Linked DNA regions of Mus musculus: region 2 is linked to region 1. The links are chromatin contacts, called in public promoter capture Hi-C maps. All regions are on one chromosome and are shown on one strand. The core of a region is the stretch at or near the end of the contact, and the rest is flanking DNA. Distances in the headings are between cores, read along the strand shown. Region 1 holds the start of Fam81a (family with sequence similarity 81, member A). Region 2 holds the start of Rfx7 (regulatory factor X, 7).

What was found. Promoter capture Hi-C pulls out the DNA fragments that hold promoters and counts their contacts.
Region 2: a contact with region 1 is called in a promoter capture Hi-C map of liver, with 5 times the contacts expected there. The contact joins the promoter of Rfx7 here to the promoter of Fam81a in region 1. A contact is called at or near these places in 1 of 39 promoter capture datasets (liver) and 1 of 115 datasets of contacts at active chromatin or transcription factors (astrocytes).

Annotation. Positions count from the first base shown.
Region 1 is chr9:70,138,583-70,144,907 of GRCm38.p6, reverse strand. Fam81a (family with sequence similarity 81, member A) reads left to right here and starts at 3,351. Exons shown (of 9, transcript NM_029784.2): 1 at 3,351-3,595.
Region 2 is chr9:72,528,208-72,534,532 of GRCm38.p6, reverse strand. Rfx7 (regulatory factor X, 7) reads right to left here and starts at 2,293. Exons shown (of 9, transcript NM_001033536.1): 1 at 1,553-2,293. The coding sequence starts at 1,713. 4930509E16Rik (RIKEN cDNA 4930509E16 gene) reads left to right here and starts at 2,675. Exons shown (of 3, transcript NR_045735.1): 1 at 2,675-2,723.

The sequences.
Region 1 (6,325 bases), core at 2,102-4,601:
CCACCATGTGGTTGCTGGGATTTGAACTCAGGACCTCTGAAAGAGCAGTCAGTGCTCTTAGCCGCTGAGCCTTCTTGCCAGCCCTACTTTACATTCTTACAAATACCATTTTTAAAAAATATTTTTGAACATTTTATTCTTTTTATTTGGATGGGTGTTTTACCTTGTATGTATGTCTATGCACCCCATACATGGATGCCCACAAAAGCTAGAGGAGGGCATCAGATCCCCTGGGACTGGAATTACAGGTGGCCATGAGCTGCTGTGTGGGAGCTGGCAATTCAACCTGGGTCCTCTGGAAGGGCAAACAGTGCTCTTAACCACTGAGCTACCTCTCCAGGCCCAACAAACACGTCTTTTGACAAACCTAGGCCCTCAACTTTTTTTTACTTTATTTGTATGTGTGTGCTTGTGTGTGCTTGTGTGTGTGTGTGTGTGTGTGTGTGTGTGTGTGTGTGTGGTACATATGTATAGTTGTGTATTCCCATATGTGGGGACACAAGGAGGTTAAAGACTGACATTAGGTGTTGTCCTTGATCGATCTATCTTTTGAGGCAGGATTTTGTCTATGCCTTCACCTGCTGGGCTGTCACTGATGAAAACCATCTTTAGTTTTACAGTTGTAGTCCTTTGGGAAGGCGAGGCAAGTCAAGTTTTCTTCCTTTGAAAAAAAAATTTTTTTTTTTTTAGTAATAAACTGTGCTAGCATATAATAATTTGTGGTAACTTCATGGTTTGGTAATTAAAGTAAGGCAAGGGAAAAAAAGCCATTTTCTATAATGAGTTACAATACAAACAATTCTGGAACATTGAGTACGTGACTGCAATTTACCTGACAGGTGTGTAAAGGGGTAAGGAGCTTAAATTAGGATTAAAAATAGATTGCCTGAAAAAAAGGGGGAGCGGGGAGAAGCAGGAAGTCACAGGCCTGATTTGACACCGTTTTTGAAATTTTAGAACTAGTATCATAGTTTTTAAAAAAAAATTAAGTGAATTGTTTTTACTTTTTTGTTTTCTTTAAGACAGAGTCCCCTCTGTAACCCAGGCTCACCTGGAAATCACAATGGCGTCCAGTCCACCTCAACCTACTGTCTGCTAGATTTAGAGGTATGAGCCATCAGGCCTTGCAAAGGAATCTTTAAATATGTGGTGTCTTATGTTAATCAGCATGATTGTTTAAAAAAAGAAATTAAGTCGGGGTGTGTGTGCGCTTACGGCAAACCCCTCTCGCCTCCCAGGTATTCCCCTGCCTTACCCCAGAGTGTGAGGAGGACTTGTGGTAATAAAGTTATGCTTTGACAGCCACCAGAGTGACAACTCCCACCCCTTCTTAGGACCTTGACTCCTTGACTCCTGGCCCGTGGCAGGATGAAGCAGGATAGGGAGGGAGCGAAGGGAGAAGGAGGGAAAAGGAAACAAAATGGACAGGAACTGACTGTCTTGGTTGTGAGAGGCACACCCTGCGCTAGAAGGCAGCCTATGGGAACAGGTAGAAAGCCTTGGAACCTGACTCTGGCCTCATTGTGAGGAGAGCTGGCACTTTATCGTAACAGCTGTGTTTCCAGACACTGTGGCAAGTAATATGTTTCATTTGTGCGTGCGTGTGTGTGTGTGTGTGTGTGTGTGTGTGTGTGTGTGTGTGTGTAGGTCAGAGGACAGCCTCAAATATCATTCATTAGGCATGATCCACCTTTTAAAGACAGACTTAGAACTCATCAAGAAGGCAAGGCTGCACGACCTATGAGCCCTGATCTGTCTGCCTGTCTCTGCTTCCTCAGCTCTGGAATTACAAGTGAACACCAAATCCCCATGGCTGGCATGTTTATTTATTTTGTGCATGTGGGGAGCCTGTGTGAGAATATGTGCACGACACGAGTTCTCTCTCTCTCTCTCTCTCTCTCTCTCTCTCTCTCCCTCTTCCCCCCTCTACACACACACACACACACACGCACACGCACACGCACACGCACACACACACACATATATATATGAAATTCAGAGAGGATGAAATTCAGGTCCTCACACTTGCAAGGCAAGCACTTATCTACTGAGCCATCTCCTCGCCCCCTCAAATTTATCTTAAATGGTGGAAATTCTCAGAGAACCTTTCGCCATGGGATTGGATCCCATCCGTATTTACACGCTGTGCACCAAGTGATACAGAAAGAGAAATAAACCATCACACACTAAAGAACACTATTAGGTGAGATCTCCGTGAGACAGGACTTAAGGCCATGCCCTCTGGTCAGCAGTCTTTTTTATACCCGTCTAACTATCTGATCAATATGTGTTAGGCTGCAATGGCCGGGAGGGGAGCAGAGTCCCTGCCTTCTCCATCTTCATCTTCTCCATTTCACCTTAGCAGTCTCTCTCTCTCTTTCTCTCTCTCTCTCTCTCTCTCTCTCTCTCTCTCTCTCTCTCTCTCTGTGTGTGTGTGTGTGTGTGTGTGTGTGTGTGTGTGTGTGTGTGTGTGTGTGTTTTGGGGAGTTATTACTTTACAGGCGAGTTAATTACAGAACACCCAAGACGACACATAAATAACTACAGGATCGAGAATTCCAAGACCAGAGCTTTCCCAAGTGGCTGCACAGCCTGCGTTCTTCCTAGCTTCCTTTGAATTGGGGGCAGAGGAGAGCCGCCAGACAGGAGCACCTACACTGGGTAAGCCCATGCCTCTACGTAAGAGCTATGAACCAGACGCAGTGAGGTGAGCAAAGGTGGGATCCTCCACTCTTCTTAAACCCCACCTTACGGAGAGGAAGCAAAATTGTGAGTGATTCCTGCTGAGGATCCAGCACTGATGGGAAGGAGAGCAAAGCTGGAACTCCCTGGGAGCGAGGCAGAAGGTAGGAAGAGGGCTGGGAGGAGAAACGGGCATTTTCCCAGGGGTCCTGTCTCTTGTGCGCGAGGCTTGGTGATTCCCTCATACACACTTGTCGCCTGGAGGGTTCCATCACCTGTGCAGGTGTGGCGCTGGAAGGAGCTGTTTCCTGGACTGTGGTCTCACCCCTAACTTCTCCCCAGTTTGAGGTGGGAAAAGCAGTTAACTATTTTTGTGGGAACCAGGCTTGGTACATAAGGGATGCTAGGATTCCCGGGAAAATGATTGATGACATAGAGACCTGGAAGGCTGGGCTCTCATTGAAGCATCCTTCCCTACACCTACCTCTGCCTCCAAGTCGACGCGCCCTACGACGGGACTGAGGTTCTTGTAAGCAAGTCCCCGCCCGCTGACTCCCTGCAGCGAACTGGGTGGGGACCCGCGGCGCCGCGGAAAGGCTATTTTGAGTGTGGGAACGCGGTGGGAGGAGGGGCGCCGGCGGGCTGGGCGCGGGCGCGCGGGGAAAGCCTCCAGCTCGGGCTGCCACGGCAACCGCGTCCAGGCAACGCGCCCGGAAGAGGCTCTGGGAGGCGCGCGGCGGCTCGCGCCCTTCCAGGGTGGGGGAGCCGCGAACCCCGGGCCGGGCCGCGCGCGCGCTGATTGGAGCGCGGGCCCGCAGCCGGGTTCGCCCCGCAAAGCCCCGCGCTCGCGGCCACCGCACCCAGAGCGCCGGCGACGACATGGGCAGCCTCGGCGCGCCAGATCCGCGCGCGGGTGAGTCTTCAGAGGTGTCTCCCCTCCCCACATGTCCGGGCATCCTCTAGACTCAAGCGGCGGGTGCTTCCGCAGGGACCGTCGATGTGACCTTGGAGCAACCACTCCATGGATAGGCATGGGATAGTGCTGGGGAGAGGGGGTGAGGGATGAAGCCTCGTGTGCCCCGCGTGACACTCTGGACGCGAGAGGGTTAACTGAATGCTGACGCGCAGGGCTGAAGTTAGGCGCAGAGCGCAAGTGGCATTGCATCTTCGCGGGGGCTGCAAGCTAGCAGACAGAAGAGGCCCCCGAGGGACTGTTTGAGGAGAGCCAAGGGTGTGCAGAGTTTGCCAGGACTAGGGGCAAGTCTATCATTCACAGTTGGAGCTGAGTGACCTTGGGTGGGTTAGCCACATTGCTCCCGCGGATTCTCTGGTTTTCATCCTTTGAAAGGAAGGGCTCTGGTTCTTTCCAGTTGCAGCACAAGGCTGTTTTGCTGGTACTGTGAGCTGAGGAAGGGACCCTCTGGGGATGCAAGACTTAACCATATTTATTCCGCAAGGGGTTTCCAATGAGCTGGCTCCCAAAGTAGCAAGAAATGTTACCATTTTATGGAGGGAACAGTCTGGGGTCCGGAAAGGCTCCTTAAAATGCATAGATTAAAATCCCTTCGGTGCACTTAAGTCCTGAACCCAATCAGGGTCCAAGCTGCCAAATACTTCTTTCCTGTAGTTGATCTGATAGGAAACTTTGTGTCTGAACAGGTAAAATCAAAACCCAGTAGTGGCAGGCAGTGGCAAATTAAGTGAGTCATTTCTTCAATGTGCAGAAGCTGTGTGTGTGTGTGTGTGTGTGTGTGTGTGTGTGTGTGTGTGTGTGTGACATGCGCATGCGTGCACTCAGCTTAAAGTCTGTGTATGCTGTTAAGAGGTTATTTCACAGAAATAATGTTGAACTGGTTTGGATCTACAGAGGGAATCACTTAGAACTAGGGCCAGACATTTGCATTGTTCTTTGGAGATTTGGGGTTAGGGGGCTAGCAAGATGGCTCGGTGGGGGGTGGGGGTGGGGTAAAGGTCTTTGCCATTAAACTTGAGGACCTGGGTTTGATCTCTGGAACCCACATTGTGAAAGGAGAGAATCATCCAACCCCCACAACTTGTTCTCTGACCTCCACACCCACACAAGGCACAGGAGCTAAACGAATAAATGTAATTAAAAAATTAACGAATTAGCTTTCTGAGAGTAAATACGTTCTTTATTAAGAAATGCACATTGTATCTACCTTGGCTTGTGTGTGTGTGTGTGTGTGTGTGTGTGTGTGTGTGTGTAGAGGTGACTTACAGGCTGTGGTATTTTTTCTAATTTTAGCACTGGCTGGAACTAAAAATGACACAGAGGCCATTTTTCATCCATAAACTTCCCTTTCCTCCAAGGGGCCACAACAGGTCCCCATGACTCCCATCACTGGACTGTTGAGATGCCTCTGACGTTGTGTTCCAAGGACACTCTTGATATCCATGGAAATCTGACTCTCTCTGTAAAACTGTGAGCTGGGAAGCCAAGTTTCCAGTTAGTAAGCTTTTGCCAGCTCAGCTACCTGAGGGCTTAGAAATCTTTAATGGTTTACATATTAGAAATCGCATTAGCATACAGATACAAAAGTCCTCATTGCTCAAGAATTCTGCCTGTGAGCCTACAACCCCTTTAAAGACCCACAAGTCCTGGACCTTAGATCCTTCGTTGGCAAAGGACTCATTCTCCTACCCGTGCTGGCTGCTAACCCACCGTGTCTCCTCTCATGTATCCTGCAGCCCACTCCTGTATTTTCATTTCCTGTCTCCGAGCCTGTCTCTCCCCACCCCCCTTCTCCCCTCTGCCAGGGTGTGAGCACAGCCTCCTTCACAACACCTCTTCTGAGAACCAGGATGACCTTGCCCATATTCTTTAGTGCCACCTCCAACGTATTAACTCTTAGAATGTGATACTGTCTTCTCAAGACCCTCATTCCTGTGTTCCTGGTTTGGTACTTGCCAGACCTGGTGGCCCTTCAGAATTGCTCTGCACATTTTGAAAAAGACAGGGTTTATTTAGTCTCTCAAATATCAAGATGGAATCATTAGGGTGTTGTAGGACCTTAAAAATCCAAAAACAAGCAAACAAACAAAACCCTTTCTATAAAACAAGCAAACAAACAAACAAAAAAACAAGGCTTAGGTTAGCAAAATGGCTCAGCAGAGAAAGGCACCTGTCACCAAGATGGACAACCCAAGCCAGAGGTTCAGAATCTGAGCACAGTATAAGAACAGAATGACTCTTCTAAGTGGCAGTGTGTGCTGGGACACACACACAACTTTTTTTTTTTAATTTCTTTTTTGTTTATTTGTTTGTTTGTCTAGAAAAAAAACAGAGGAGGGAGGAGGGGGAGAAAATAGCCTGTCTGGTGACTGTTGCTCACTCAGGCAGGGAAACTACTTCACTTGAGGCTCAGAAAAAGTCATAAACAACGAACTCAGGAGCAGCTGGCTTCATTCTCTGCTCTGCCAGCTTTGCTAGGGATTTTGGGTTTAGGCTGCCGCTCTCCCACTCAATGGACTGGCAGTGCCTCCGCTTTGACCTCTGTGGCTCCGCCTTTGACCCCTCCCCATGGCTCTGCCTTGACCCTTATGGCTCTGCCTGCATTTTCTTTCAACCTCTAAAATTGACCTTTAAGAACCTTCCCACATCACTGAATCTTTCCACCTACTG
Region 2 (6,325 bases), core at 1,044-3,543, 2.4 Mb before region 1:
GTGGAACCCAACACAGTAAGCACAAAATTAATTATATCTTTAAATTACAGATTTTAAAACAGGAAAAAGGTATGCATTGAATGAAAGTATTGCTCGTCTCCCCATCTCCATAAACACAACACACACACACACACACACACACACACACACGAGTGCATAAAATTATCTCACATATCTGACTTACTGAAGTTGCCACATAACTATTGTCAAAGCCTTAAAAAAATCCTTTTAAAATAATCGTTTCATATTAAAATTAAAAATAAAACCAAGACATTCAACTGTCAACTGTACAGTATTAACTAGAAAAGCCTGCACTGACCCACTTCCTATTAGCATCATGACATGGAAGCATGCTAAGAAAACAATGAAAATTACTATATAACAACTTTTAATTTTGTATTTAAAATTGGCCACTGTCTTGAAATGTTCAAATGCTATACATTCAATGCCAGTTGCTTTATGATACATTTGTTTTCAAATTGCAAGTTTTGTTATTTTAGTAGTCATAGTCAATGGTGAACCTGCTAGATTCATGCTCAAAAGAAATCAAGGCTATTTTTTTCACATCATACTTAATTCTATTTTAAAATTGCTATTAAAAGCAATCTTAGACCAAATTCCATATATTCCTTTCCATTTTAAAAATAGTGCTATGCTTTAAAAAAAGGTCAGTTAATAAAGAATCCTACAAAACAAGCCAAGTTCACATTTAAAGAACACTTGCAATGGTTCTGATAGAAGATGGACTTGACTCTGTGTATATATATTAATATTGTTATCAGTCTCTAAGAGTTCAATTAGCATTGAAATATCCCAAATTCCCATACAAGAAAATACAGGACTAGTGTTCCATCTAGACTCTTTTTAATAATTACACAAAATAGCAAGAGCTTTTTTACATTTAAAAAAATTTCACTTTACCTTGTAAATTTCTACGTTAAAATAAAATACTTTGTGCAAAAGAAGCATTTCCTTTACAGTCAATACAAAGAATAAATTCCCTAGAAGGGAAATTAAGTGCGAGAATAAAGGAGGCAAAACCATCCAGAAAAAGCAGCTAATCCAATTGAATGAAAAAGACATGTTAGGTTTTTGTGCTGCATATTAATGCAATGTCTTGTTTGGTCAAAATTCACAATACACTTCTTGCTCCTCCTATGACTACAAAAGGAGTCAACACATTTTTTACATTACAAGTTTCCAATTCATGCCACTATCATGCAATGACTTAATCTTGACCCATATTTCCCTTACTGTATATGGAAAAATGCACAAATAACTTGTTTATCTGCTTACAATTGAGAAGAGGGAAGCATGGTGTGTGTGTGTGTGTGTGTGTGTGTGTGTGTGTGTGTGTGTGTGTGTCTAAGGAGACCAGGGGTGGGTGCAACCTTCCCCCGTCCAGAGGTGGCACAGCCATGCACCCGGCTCTGGAAACCCACCTTCAATGAATGCATTAGCCTCCCCTTCGGATGCCGCCGCCGCCCCCCATCCCCTTTGCAGCAGCAATGTGCCTAGGCTGTTCTACCCCAGCGATGGAGGATCCTCTTACCAGATGGAGTTCTTGATCTTGTGTTGCAGAGCGTTGGCCTCTGTCCCTGGCAGCCCGGGCACAAGGGCTGGCAGAGCCACCCCGGGGTTGGGGGCGCTGAGGGGAAGCTGCTGAGGGGCATCGAGCTGCTGTGGTGGCGGCTGTTGTTGTTCCTCTGCCATCGCTGCTGGAGGGGAGGGAGGGAAGATGGGGGCGCGGGGAAGGGTGAGGGAAGAGACGCGGAGGGGAGGACGACGAGGGGAGGAGGAGGGGGAGGGGAGGAAGAGGAGGAGGAGGGGGAGGAAGAGGAGGAAGGAAGGAAGCTGGATAAGCTAGGCCTATACCCCAGGGCTCGAGTGAGTCGCTTTCTCCGGCCGCCTGAGGGACATCCCCGGGGAGACCGCGCGGCTCCTCGCGGCTCTCGTCACGGTTCCTCTCCCGGTTCTCCTCGCGGTTCTCGTCACGGTTCCTCTCCCGGTTCTCCTTACGGCCCCGCGCGTCACCGCGGCAGAGGCATGGCGGCGCCCCTCAGCCCCCCGTCAGCGGCCGGGGCTGGGGGGCGTCTGAAGAACGAGGTCCGTGGTCGGGCGCCCCCTCGGCCCCAAAATCCAACCCGACGGGTCTCTCGGGGGGCCTGCCTCCCCGGCCGCCCTCCCCCGGGGGCCTGGCGCCTCCGAGCTCCCCCACGCCGCTCGCTCCCTCGCTCGCTCCCGGCCCCGCCGCCGCCGCGGCCACTGCTGCCCTGCCAGCCCGGAGCAGCCCAGCGCGCGCAGCCGCACTGCGGCCCGGCGCAGACGGCACAACACCTACCGCGCGGCCGGGGGGCGTGGACGCGCGTGTGCGGGCGCGGCGCGGGGGCCGCAGGGGGGCGCGGAGCGCGCGGGGCGGAGCGGAGCGGCTACGGGCCGCGGGCCCAGGAAGCCGCGGCGGGGGCCCCGAGGGAGCGGTCGGGTGGCTGCGGCGGCCGAGGGGGTTGGGGGGGCGTGTTGGGGGCGGGGAGCGGGCTCGCGTGACGGCGGCAGGGAGTGGACCTGTGCCACCGTGCGGCGTGGAAGGGAGAATTGATCGCTTCCTAGTGTGTAAGGTGAAACGAATCTACACGCCCTCCCGCCCCCACTACACGCTCGCGAGCGTTTCCCCTCTACTAGTCAGGACTGCTTCCTCTCTCAGCCACCGGACTGAGCTGGAGCAGGTGAGAGCTTTTCGACGAGCTAGCGCAGCGAGCCTACTCGGTCTGGTCGGAAAATGGCAAGTGGCAAGCTGGTGGAAGTGCTCCTCGGTCGGGCATTCAAAGCCCTCCAAATCTGGCCCCACTTTAGCCGTCCAATCACAGCCGCCTCCATCCCCCCTGCAAGAACTCCCAGCTCCAATCAGTGAAGTCTCCATGCCATCCTCAGCGCGCAGCAGATTCATTCTTCCTTGGTGCCTTTGCCCATGCTGTTCCCCACCCCACCCCCTATGCCAGGAGTGCCCTCCCTGCTCTACACTCCCAATTCAGCCCAGGCTCGGAGACACACAGCTCAAGTCGCGGCTTGTCAGGGTCCCTGGCAGCCAAGGCCCCTCCTGTTTCTCAAAAGGAACACATGTAATACAACATGGAGGCGCGAGCTTCAGCCAAGAGCTCTTCCTTCGCAGCCATCTAAACTCACCCCAGCCAGAGACTGCCCACCATTTCGCCCCCTTCCCATTCATAGACAGCTTTGCTGGCTGAGAGTGAGACTCCCTGCCTCCAACAAATCATTCCTCTTAGAAGAGCAGAAGAATTAGCTTTTCTAGGTGGGGCTGGTCAGGAAGGCTAAGCGCCTGGGTGTAGAAGACAGCAGCCAAAGCCTCTGGCACCAGATGGAACAGCTGCACAGCTCGCACTGACCTTTCTCAGTGCCTGTGGCTGTAATGAGCCTCCCAGCCCGTAACTTCTCTGACAGTGTTTCTATCAGACTTGGCCCTGTCAGATTTTCTGGCCACTTTCCTGGATGGACTTTGAGCTAGGAGGCCCTGCCACCTTTCAGACTTCTAGTGGGTGGTGAATCTGATTGGCTTGGATTGCGTGGTCTTTTGAGTGCTCTGTTCCCTGCCTTGGCCTGAAACTCTCTTGCTTTGTCCATGTGGCCTCAGGCCTGGTTCATACAGACTGGAAGCCCATACTCTGAATGTTTGCACCTGGATGGGTGGAGGCAAGGACACCCTTGCAAAATACAGTTTCCTCCTGAGGATCCAGACTGTGTTCCAGAATGCATATTTATAATTCTGTATTCACGGGGAAGATGATATAAAAAGACAATGGGAAAAGTGGCCCAGACCCCTTTTTCTAATTTTTTTTTTTTAAACCCGAAGAGTGATGGCCTCACATTGCCACATTCGGGGAGGGGGGGGAGGGGGAGAATCAACAAAGAAAGGTAACTAGGACCTGCTAAAGACCTTAAGAAAAGGAAGTTGAGAACCGAGATGTCTTTAAAATAACTTCACTACCGGTGTCACACAGGCTGGCTTCCCGAGTGCAACTTTTCAGTTTTTAATAGGTTCCATAAAGAGCCACGCATCCCACAGTCACCGCTAGAGGGCTCAGCAGAGTTACAGCCCCGATTTGCCCTCTAGCGGCGATTCTGAACAGAGTGCGTTTACGGCGACTTAGGGCCTTGGGGACTGGCAGCATGGCAGTTGGAGCAGACATCTGGAAGCATTAGGTTCAACCAGCCATGAGAGGGTTTTCATATAGCGACAGACTGAAGACATCCTCTTGCCAGAATGAGACACCCTTTCAGGAAAAGAAAGATCATTGCTCACACTTAACATCTGAGAGGTAAATTTGGGCTTTGTTACAGTTTTCATAGGAGACTGAATTTAAATAAACTATGCTTTAAAGAAACTTGAAAAAAAAAAAAGTGGTAAAGTTACCTTAAACCTTGGGTAGGGATTCAGGGCAAACCCAGAGAGTAAAGGCCAACTTAGAATCATGGTGGCTCATTTTCTCAGTTTCAGTTCACCCCCATGGGAGTGAATAGAAAACATTTTAGTGAATATGAATTTTTAAGATAGCATTGGTTATGAGCAGATCCCAGTCACGGAAAGTGTAAACTTCCCCTCGAGGGTGTGTATGACAATGGGGAAAAAAACAGTCTGAGGAATGCCAATTGAGCTGGGAAGGAAAACTCTGGTTTTACAGTCAGAGACAGCATGGAGAGTGATTTGTAACCCACTGCAGTGGTCTAACAAGAGAATTGACAAAGTGGCTGTGGATACCTCTGAAGCAGAGTAATGTGTGGTAGCAGTCCTGGGACGTAATTCATGGCTCGTAGGTGTTTAGTAAATAACATTTAAATTCAGTTATTAACTTTTTTCTAGTATTTTCTTTTAAAGTTTTACTTATTTTATTTTATGTGCATTGGGGTGTTTTGCCTGCATGTATGTCTGTGTGAGGGTGTCAGGTGCCCTGGAACTGGAGTTACAGACAGTTGTAAGCTTCCATGTGGGTTCTGGGAATTGAACCCAGGTCCTCTGGAAGAACAGACACTGCTCTCAACCACTAAGTCATCTCTCCAGCCCCCTTTCTATTAATCTTATGTATGAAAACTTCATTTCCCTTATAAAGCTTTCCAGATATTTACACTACATATAATATATGTATATATGCATGTATGTATGAATTATGATACATTATACATTTATCTCTAGGGATTAGTGAGATAAAACTCACATAATTTACAAAGTATGAGGAAAATTAATACCACATAATATTACTGGGTGCAGAAAATATAAATAAGGCATAGACCCAACTCAAAGTAGTTTATATTTTGTGAAGTAGAGCAAGATTAACATTGAAGTATTTGAGACGAATTCCAAAATGTATTCATCTTTGTTTCTTTTCTGTTGCTATGATGAGACACTATGACCAAGGTAACATAAAATAAACATTTAATTGGGCTTATAATTTCAGAGGGTTAGAGTTCATGATGGCAGAGAGAAGGCATGGCAGTAGGAATGGGTGAGAACTCATATCTCAAATTGTAGTACAGGGCAGAGAGGCACACTGTGTGGCACTCCTCTTCCAACAAAGTCACAGGTTCTAATACTTCCCAAACAGTTTCACCAACTAAGGATTAAATCCTCAAACACTATAGCCTATAGGGGGATAGTCTTGTTTAAATCACCACAATGTCTATTAATGGTAGAGATAGATTAGAGAGATCGGTCTGTGAAAGTTAGATCTAGAGAAGGCCTCTTGGCTGGCCTTTGAGTTGGGTATCCTTGAAAAGAATAGGAGACAGAACCTGGGTGTGCTGCCTAGCTTTATGTTGACTTGAATCAACTATAGTCATCTGAGAAGAGGGAATCTCAACTGAGAAAATGCCTCTAGAAGACTGGGCTGTAGGCCAGCCTGTGCTGCATTCTCTTAATTAGTGCTTTATTGGAGCGGGTCCAGCCCATTGTGGGTGGTGACACCCCTGGGCTGATGATCCTCAATTTTATAAGAAAGCTGGCTGAGCCAGGTGGTGGTGGTGATACAAAGCTTGAACCCCAGCACTTGAGAGGCAGAGGCAGGTGGATCTCTGTGAGTTTGAGGCCAGTCTGGTTTACAGAGCAAGTTCCAGGACATCCCAGGCAACACAGAGATACCCTGTCTCAAAAAACAAACAACAAGAACATCAAATCATACTGAGTAAGCCATGAAGAACACGCTAGTAAGCAACGTCCTCTGTGGCCTCTGCCTCAGCTTCTGCTTCCAGGTCCCTACTCTGACTTCCTTCAGTGGTAGACTACAATGTAGAAAGTGTAAGCCAAATAAAACTCTTTCCT